Regions from separate parts of the Cyprinus carpio genome. Here region 2 is linked to region 1. Evidence: chromatin contacts called from public Hi-C data. All regions are on one chromosome and are shown on one strand. Each heading gives the region's core, a stretch centred on a gene start, on an enhancer-like site or on the middle of the called end of the contact. The rest is flanking DNA. Distances are from core to core; before and after follow the strand shown.

Region 1 (3,606 bases), core at 317-2,816:
CAGTACTAATTATATAATATACAATTTTTCAACAAACAATGCTCTCCAATTAAACTTTTTTAATTCAATGAATAAATCTCTACTATATACCCCATTTTTGCCCTTTTTTCACCATTTCATGCACTTTTTTTAACTTTTGCTATGTGCTGCAGTACATCTTTAGTATCTAGACAACAGGTTTTCATTGGTTCAGGCTTGCCCATCTCACCTCCATGTGCCTGCTGTCCTTTCATCTGTGGATACATGTCTCATCTTTACCTCTCTCTCTCATCCGCCACTGTCTCTGTGGCTGTGATTGTTTGGCTGGCTGGTCTAGCTGGAACCTGTGCCCAGTGTCTCTGCGTCGTCTCAGGTACAGGGCCCCTCTGGGGACGGCTCTTCCCCTACTGCGCCCCTCCATGGCTTGGCCCGAGTGTGCGCTCGTGTGGCCTGTTGGAGTGTAAGCCCTCTGTTCCTCTTTCTAACTCACCCCCACCCTCGTACATGGCTATATGTGCTTTTGTGCTTGTGTTATCAATTAGAAATAGATGCTTATATTTTTATTAAAGCAAATATATGAACCCGATTGTTTCTATATCATATCTTTGATATAATGATTGTCTGCTTGTTTGTGTATGTATGATAATTTTAAGCCAGTGTTGATGCAGTGCATGGTGACTCAGGGTTAGTTGTAACTGCATGAAACTCTTTTTGCTTCTGCAGCCCCACTGATCAGCTTATAAGTAAATATCAGTGGATGTGCTCTCTAATTGGTGAAGACTTTGGTTTATGAATATCTCATTTTGCCGCCTCAAGCTCTGAACATTACCTCATTTATGCATTACCTCATATCACCAACATAGTGTCTTTTATATATCCTTATATCACCTCTCTGCGTTAGCCATGCTATTGTTAGCATAAATCGTATTATGTTCAGAGATGTTAGTTTCTTTAACTGAATATGTTTTAATTTAATATGCATAGTTACACATGCCATGTGGGATTTTAACAAAAATGTAGCTGTAAAAACGTACATGGGTAAATCTCATAAAAATATATATATTTTTTTTAGATTAAATGTAACCTTGACTTGTTACATATGACCTGTTCTTGACAGATTTCATGAGATTCTGGGTGACCATGGTGCCTTACACTGATATACCACATGATCAATAACACTTTTTATTCACAGGATGCTTTAGATGCTCTGTGTGTGGATCTGAGGCAGGCTCTTAAATTGATAAATGACTGTGTTTTGAGAGATGCACGTTATAAAGTGTTATGATGTCTAACGCTGCTCTTGCCCTCTCATGCCGACCTGCCGTCTCACAGGGACAGGTGGAGGAGGATCCCATGGCAATCCTAAAGGCAGACCATGCCGCTGCCGCCCATCCTAAGGTCTGCTTTCTGCTGTGTGTGTTGTACCATAGTTCACCTGCATAATCCCACCCTCGACCTGTCGTGTCAAACTTGCCCTTGTGTTGTGGAGTGTTGTGTTTGCACCCATCCCATTTCATCGACAACACCCCAGCCATAGAGCCACAATTAAGAGACACACTCGAAAATCGCAAAACGGGCAATCTGGCAAATAAATATGGGTTCATCTAACATTTAATTAGCATTGGATTGTTATTAACAGTTCTGTAGTGTTTTCTACCCTTCCTTCTCATGTGCTACTGTACTTGTAGAGTGTACCGGTTTATCTACAATCATAACATCTTATACTAACCAAACACTAGAGAACAGAAGCTTGTGAACTGGAACACAACTCCATATACTATCTCTCACTGTCAGCCCTCCACAGCAGTAGAGTTCATGTTCTGACCAGTGTGTGTAAGTCAAGCATGAGTGCAGTGGAAACAGACATGCCAAGACAACCAGAACATCGGGCTTGTAATCTGACCCCGTCCATCATTTGATGCCCGAGTTGGCTTCATCTACACCTGCTTTTAAACTCTCCCTATCTTGCATGACAGCCCACAGCATTTTAAGCTCATTTCCTACTGTAGACATTGGGAAACAAGTTATTATTTTTTTTTTTTGGACTGATCTGGGACCTCTTTGTTCTTTAATTGATATTCTGTCAGGAGAGGTCTCGGATCAGGATGAAAATATTTTTTGTGTGTCATTAAATGGTGACAGACCTTGTCACATAAGTGTGGACCAATGCATGGAGTGGATTTGAAGCGTATCAGTGGTGCTCCTGTTCAAAAGGCCTGTGCAAAGTCATAAATAATGAGTTTGACTGATTTTTTTTTCTCCTTCACAGGTGAAAACAGAGGAGCAGATAGCTGCAGAGCAAGCATGGTACGGCTCAGAGAAAGTGTGGCTGGTCCACAAGGATGGATTCTCTCTGGGTTAGTACAAAAGCCATGCAAAATGAACTCGAAGCATTATTATAAATTGAAGACAACAGGAAATGGCATTTTCTATTCATTTAACTTGCATAATTTGACACATTCCTATGTGAAAATAGAATATTGTGCTAGAGTGGAAGAGAAAGTCATTTCAGAGGCGGAGAACGTTATTGCATTTTGATGAAAGATCATGGAAACATTTTCTCCTTTAGAATATTGTGCACCATTGTTTCTCACAATATAGCACCAGGGATATTTATTAAGTAAGGAAAAAGGGTCAATTTAGATTTTATGCCATTTGTAACTAAATACCAGTTTGATTACGATTACAATAACAGAGCGCTTTAATGCGATTGAAATGTAAAAAGTCTGTTTTAATTTTGTTTCCGCAATGATGTTATGTGCAATCAGAAATAAAAACATTAATAGTGTTCTCTGGTGTTGTTTACAGCCACTGTGGTGAAGACGGAGACTGGAAGTCTACCAGAGGGGAAAGTGAAAATCAAACTGGAGCATGATGGGACAGTACTGGACGTGGACGAGGATGACGTGGAGAAGGTCAGTTGTCCAGGCTGATTATGTGTTTCAGTATGCACAAATATAATATTTTATTCATATTCAAAATGTAGTTAAAAAACGTTTTTGACCTCGTAAACGTAAAAATGTAATCATCATCATAACTGAACCTTCTGGTGACTTCTCTGTGATCTCCAATCATTTAGTCCTCTTTAAAGTTTGCCCTTGCAAACTTGTTCATCTGCTGCCATATTTTAGTGCAATGCCTGCATCTCAAAATCCAGTCGACGGACAGAACCAGATATGTGTTCATAGTTTTGTGACTTTAATGTTTTAATTCAAATGAAAATAGAATTTGTATCTTTACCAATGTTGCTATGTGAACAACCAGTAAATAATAACCTTAAGTACACAAACATTTCTTGCTTAATTTAGAGTTGAAAATGACTTCTCAAAGATTCTAACTGATTCTAACTTTGAAGAGATTCATTAAATGATTTGTCAGACTGATTTAAGGTACAGTAGATCTGCTTGTGAGTGCTTTTGTGTGATGCATTAGAAGAAACGTCCCAGTCATTTTGTTCATGAAGTGGCTACACTAGTCGTGATGTGCTGGTTTTTGAGTGCAGCTAGGAAATAGAATAGGAACAAATGTCTCTCCTCATTTCATCACATGCAGTTCAGATTGCACATTCACAACAGAAAACAATCTTCCTTTCATTGTGGTGATGTGGAATCAACAGCAGAAGAGCTG
Region 2 (4,065 bases), core at 880-3,379, 250 kb after region 1:
AAAGTAATTAACAATATACAGTCGTAATTATGGGAAACAAAAATAAACTACCATTCAAAAGTTTGGAGTCGGTAAGATTTTTTTCATGTTTTTGAAAGAACAATTTTCTCTAAATTTTTAAAATGTAATTTATTCCTGTGAGTGATTTGCAACAAAAAACAATTTTCTCTAAATTTTTAAAATGTAATTTATTCCTGTGATGGTAAAGCTGAATTTTCAGCATCCATTACTCCAATCTTTAGTGTTATATGATTGTTCAGAAATCTAATCTGGTGATTTGCTGCTCAAGAAAAAAATATTTTCAATGACATTAAACATTCTTAATATTCTTTAATAATTACCATCAAAAACCATTAAGCTTATTAATTAACAACTAAAAAATACAAAATAGCAAAAATAACACAAATTAATACAAATAGAAATCATTAATAAATGGCTTTGTCACCTTTGATCAATTTAATGCATCCTTGCTGTATTTAAAAAAAAAATCTCAAAAAAATCTTACTGACTCTAAACTTTTGAATGTTATTGCCATCTTATCCAGATGACTTAGTCATGAGTGTAATCATTACATTTCAAACTTGAACTCCATGCAGGGAAAAATAAACATTATTTAAAACAATTATGTAAAACAGCAACCATTGGACAATTAAACGTATGCATGGTTTACAATTTTTTATTTTTTTTTTTAGTTTTCCACACCATGAAAATGAGAAGTGTTACTTACAAAAGCTGTGATTAATAAAACCTTTTCAAAAATAACATCCCCTGCCCAGTTGTTTTTTTATGAAGTGTAAGTGGGTTTTTTTTGCAATTTTGGAAAACCTGGTACATCTGTTATCCAGTAAAAAATGTTGAAGGTTGGGGTTCCCTGTTTTTGTCACCTGGGGGAGTACAGAAACTCGCCTGTGTGTGCAGTGTCAAACAAAATCCTACTTGCTCAGTGTCAAAAAAAACACCTTCTGTGTCCAAAAAAAAGCCAAAAGTCTAAATAAAAAAATAAACAAAAAGTAAAAAAAATAAATAAATAAAATGTACAGAAGGTTCTTGTAAATCATCCCTCCATCACTGATCAATTGGCTCTGATTTTTTGGTTTCTGTTTATTTTTGTATGTTTTTATACATATTATGGAACTCTTTCAGCAGGCACTCTACATATTATGGAACTCTTTCAGCAGGCACTCTTTAATTATCAAATTATCTAAGAATGTACATACAAATTTGTATTAGAGGTCTGGGCTTAAAAAAAAAATGTAATGTATATATGAAGGTTTATCTATTATAAGAATAGCTCTTTGTTCATCATTTCAACACTGTCCCCTGTTAAGCTAATCAATGATATGGAATCATCTAAAACAGTTTTTTTATGTACTTGGTCCCCCATATGCAATGTTGTCCCCCCACACATACTGACTGAAATATTGTCATTTCAATGTAATTAGCAAAAGCTGCCAAAAACATCACAATTGGTCACATGACAGACTTGCATCGTGAGTGTATGTTTCAGTGTTTCGCTGTCTCCAACTGAACAACGTTATTTTGGGAACTTAAGAAACAACATTTAATGATTTTCTTATTTTCTTTTTTTTTTCAGAGCAACATCAATAACTCTGATATAAACAAAAGGTGTTAATAAGTAATATTATTAATTTTTTAAATTAACCAATCCAACAACACCAAGAGTGCAATATTAAATAAAAATAAAAGATATTACAAAAAACAAAACAGATAGTTCAAAGAAGTAATAGTTTGAGGTTTTTATGTTATTTTATTTTTATTTATGTATGTATTTATTGTCTGATGGATTCAGTAAAGCGCTCACAGAAGAACTCTGTCTTAAAAGTTGTAAGTGACTTGGCTGTTTGGGATTATCATGGTTCAAAATAAATATCATATACTAAATATATTAATCAACAGAGTATCACCAATCATATTTTAACGGCAAAAAAAAAAATATAAAAAAAAAATATATACATTGTTCCATCAGAGTGTTCCGGTTTATTTGTTAATGGCAAAAAAAAATATATACATAAAATTTTTTTTTTTTTTTTTTTTTTTTTTTAATACTTCATAAAACATAACAAGAAAACATAGCTTGCAGGCTTGAAGAGTTCGTGTTGTTCTGTCAGACTAACACTGGGAGGAGCAGTTCTCCTCTGCGCCTCAGTGCGCATGCGCAGACTTCATTCCAACCCCGCTAGAGTCGAGTCAGAGGAGGGCAACGCCAGCCAGTTAGCATAGCTACTAGCAATGGCTTTTCATAACAACACCTTTGCTCTTTACTGCTGTCATCTGAGCGCCATCCACGAGTGTTTCTGCACATGAGGACCTAACCGCCGACAATCAATTCAGCTGACTTACTTTGCAACAGCGAGCGCTTTTTTAGCCAGTATGCGATGGGGACAGACAGCTGTGGATTTCTACACGAATCTTTGCAGGCGGCTGCTGCTGAAGCAGAGGATGCTGCTAGGCTAGCGAGCTAGGCCTTTACATCCCACAAGAACCCTTCAGTACTGCACCAGACAGCAACTTGCAATCAAAATAGGAACGATTTTTGCACTTAAATGAAAATTTGAGCGATTCGTCAGCTCCCGTTTAGCACCAGACATCTGGCGAGCTGTTTGCTTTTGTTTGTTGATAGCTGCTAGCTAGCCGAACATCGAGCAGCCAATCCGCTATCTTGTTAGATTATCGACCCGTTTACTATTTCCAGAACGGCTTAAAGACAGCAGGAAAACCCGACTGGGTTTGGAGAGGACGAAAACTGCTGTCGGATTGTGTGTTCATGCTACATTTCAGCAGTGTGAATGTGGGACAAAATGGAGACCCCGAAGATTCTGTACGATTTGGACACGTCTGGGGGCCTAATGGAGGTAAGCCTGTCTGCCCTTCAGCTGTGCCTCGAATCACTCTCTTGTGTGAGTATGCCTTTATTAGGGATACTGTGTTATAATAAAAGCAAACTGCAGAATGGAAAACAAGTCGTTTGTGGACATTTGCTTTGGTGAGTTTATGCATTGCTGGATTGGGCCTGTTGCAGAAATTGCCTGCCTGGAAAGTAGAACCGAGGACAAAAAATTGTATATATGTGTGTGTGTGTTTGTGTGTGTGTATATATACACACATACATATATACAGATTTCATTATTGAGCTCACGTGATAAAATCTGATTTGACATGGAAAAAGTTGAATTGTGTGAAGCAGCTCCCTATTGACGTCTGTCAGGAGGTCTTTGTGTAACTTGGTTAAAATGTATTTGCCAATCTGTTCCAGCAAATTCAACAGCTGCTCGCGCCCCCACGCTCTGAGGATGGAGAGAAGAGACGCAAACCGGAGAGGGAGACCAGAAGAGGAGGCCGAGCCACGAACCACGACACCTGCGATAGCTGCCGTGAGGGAGGAGATCTGCTCTGCTGCGATCACTGTCCCGCTGCTTTTCACCTGCAATGCTGGTATGCTTCCAATGCGTTTTCATATCTTGTCTGGGTTTAACAGTTGACTGAATTTTTCTTTTAGATTTATGTACAAGTCTGCTTTTTCTGCTGATTTTTAAATGTCACAAAGATTGTTATCTAGTTGGCTGATGTGGATTAAGAGGGTGACTTGTGGACGTCTTGGAAGCACTAAGTTAGTAGTAGTGGTTAATAATGGGTTGCACCAAATGCAGTAGTTTTATAGCAAGTGTATTTATGAACTTATGAACAAAACATTAAATGACACACAAAATGCATTATTGTTCAAAAGTTTTAGGGTTTTTAATAAATGGTTTTGAAAAGTCTCTTATGCTCACAAAGGCTGCACTTATATAAGAAATAAAGAAAAATTGTGAAATAATATTATTTAAAATAACTTATTTTTATATGTATAGAAATACACACGCATCCATATATATTTAAGAAAAATGTTTTGTTAATATATAAAATATACATATAATAAATTATATATATATATATATATATATATATATATTATATATATATATATATATATATATATATATATATATATATATTGAAATATTATTATTATTATTTTATATATATATACAGTACACACACATATAT

The links. A called contact is a pair of places that touch in the nucleus more often than the background predicts.
Region 2: a Hi-C map of skeletal muscle shows a contact between it and region 1, with 5 times the contacts expected there. The contact joins the promoter of phf12b here to the enhancer-like site in region 1. A contact is called at or near these places in 2 of 8 Hi-C or Micro-C datasets (liver and skeletal muscle).

The regions. Positions count from the first base shown.
Region 1 is chrA15:15,556,230-15,559,835 of ASM1834038v1, forward strand. LOC109112221 (unconventional myosin-XVIIIa-like) reads left to right here. Exons shown (of 42, transcript XM_042771198.1): 3 at 2,249-2,336; 4 at 2,788-2,894. Among protein-coding and RNA genes, the nearest start is that of LOC109112221, 35 kb to the left of the region's middle. Within about 2 kb of position 1,567, at least 1 of the 8 cell types and tissues checked has an H3K27ac peak or open chromatin away from gene starts, as enhancers often do. A contact at or near this core is called in skeletal muscle, where this site is marked.
Region 2 is chrA15:15,806,934-15,810,998 of ASM1834038v1, forward strand. It overlaps phf12b (PHD finger protein 12), which reads left to right and starts at 2,130. Exons shown (of 15, transcript XM_042771200.1): 1 at 2,130-2,873; 2 at 3,275-3,453. The coding sequence starts at 2,808.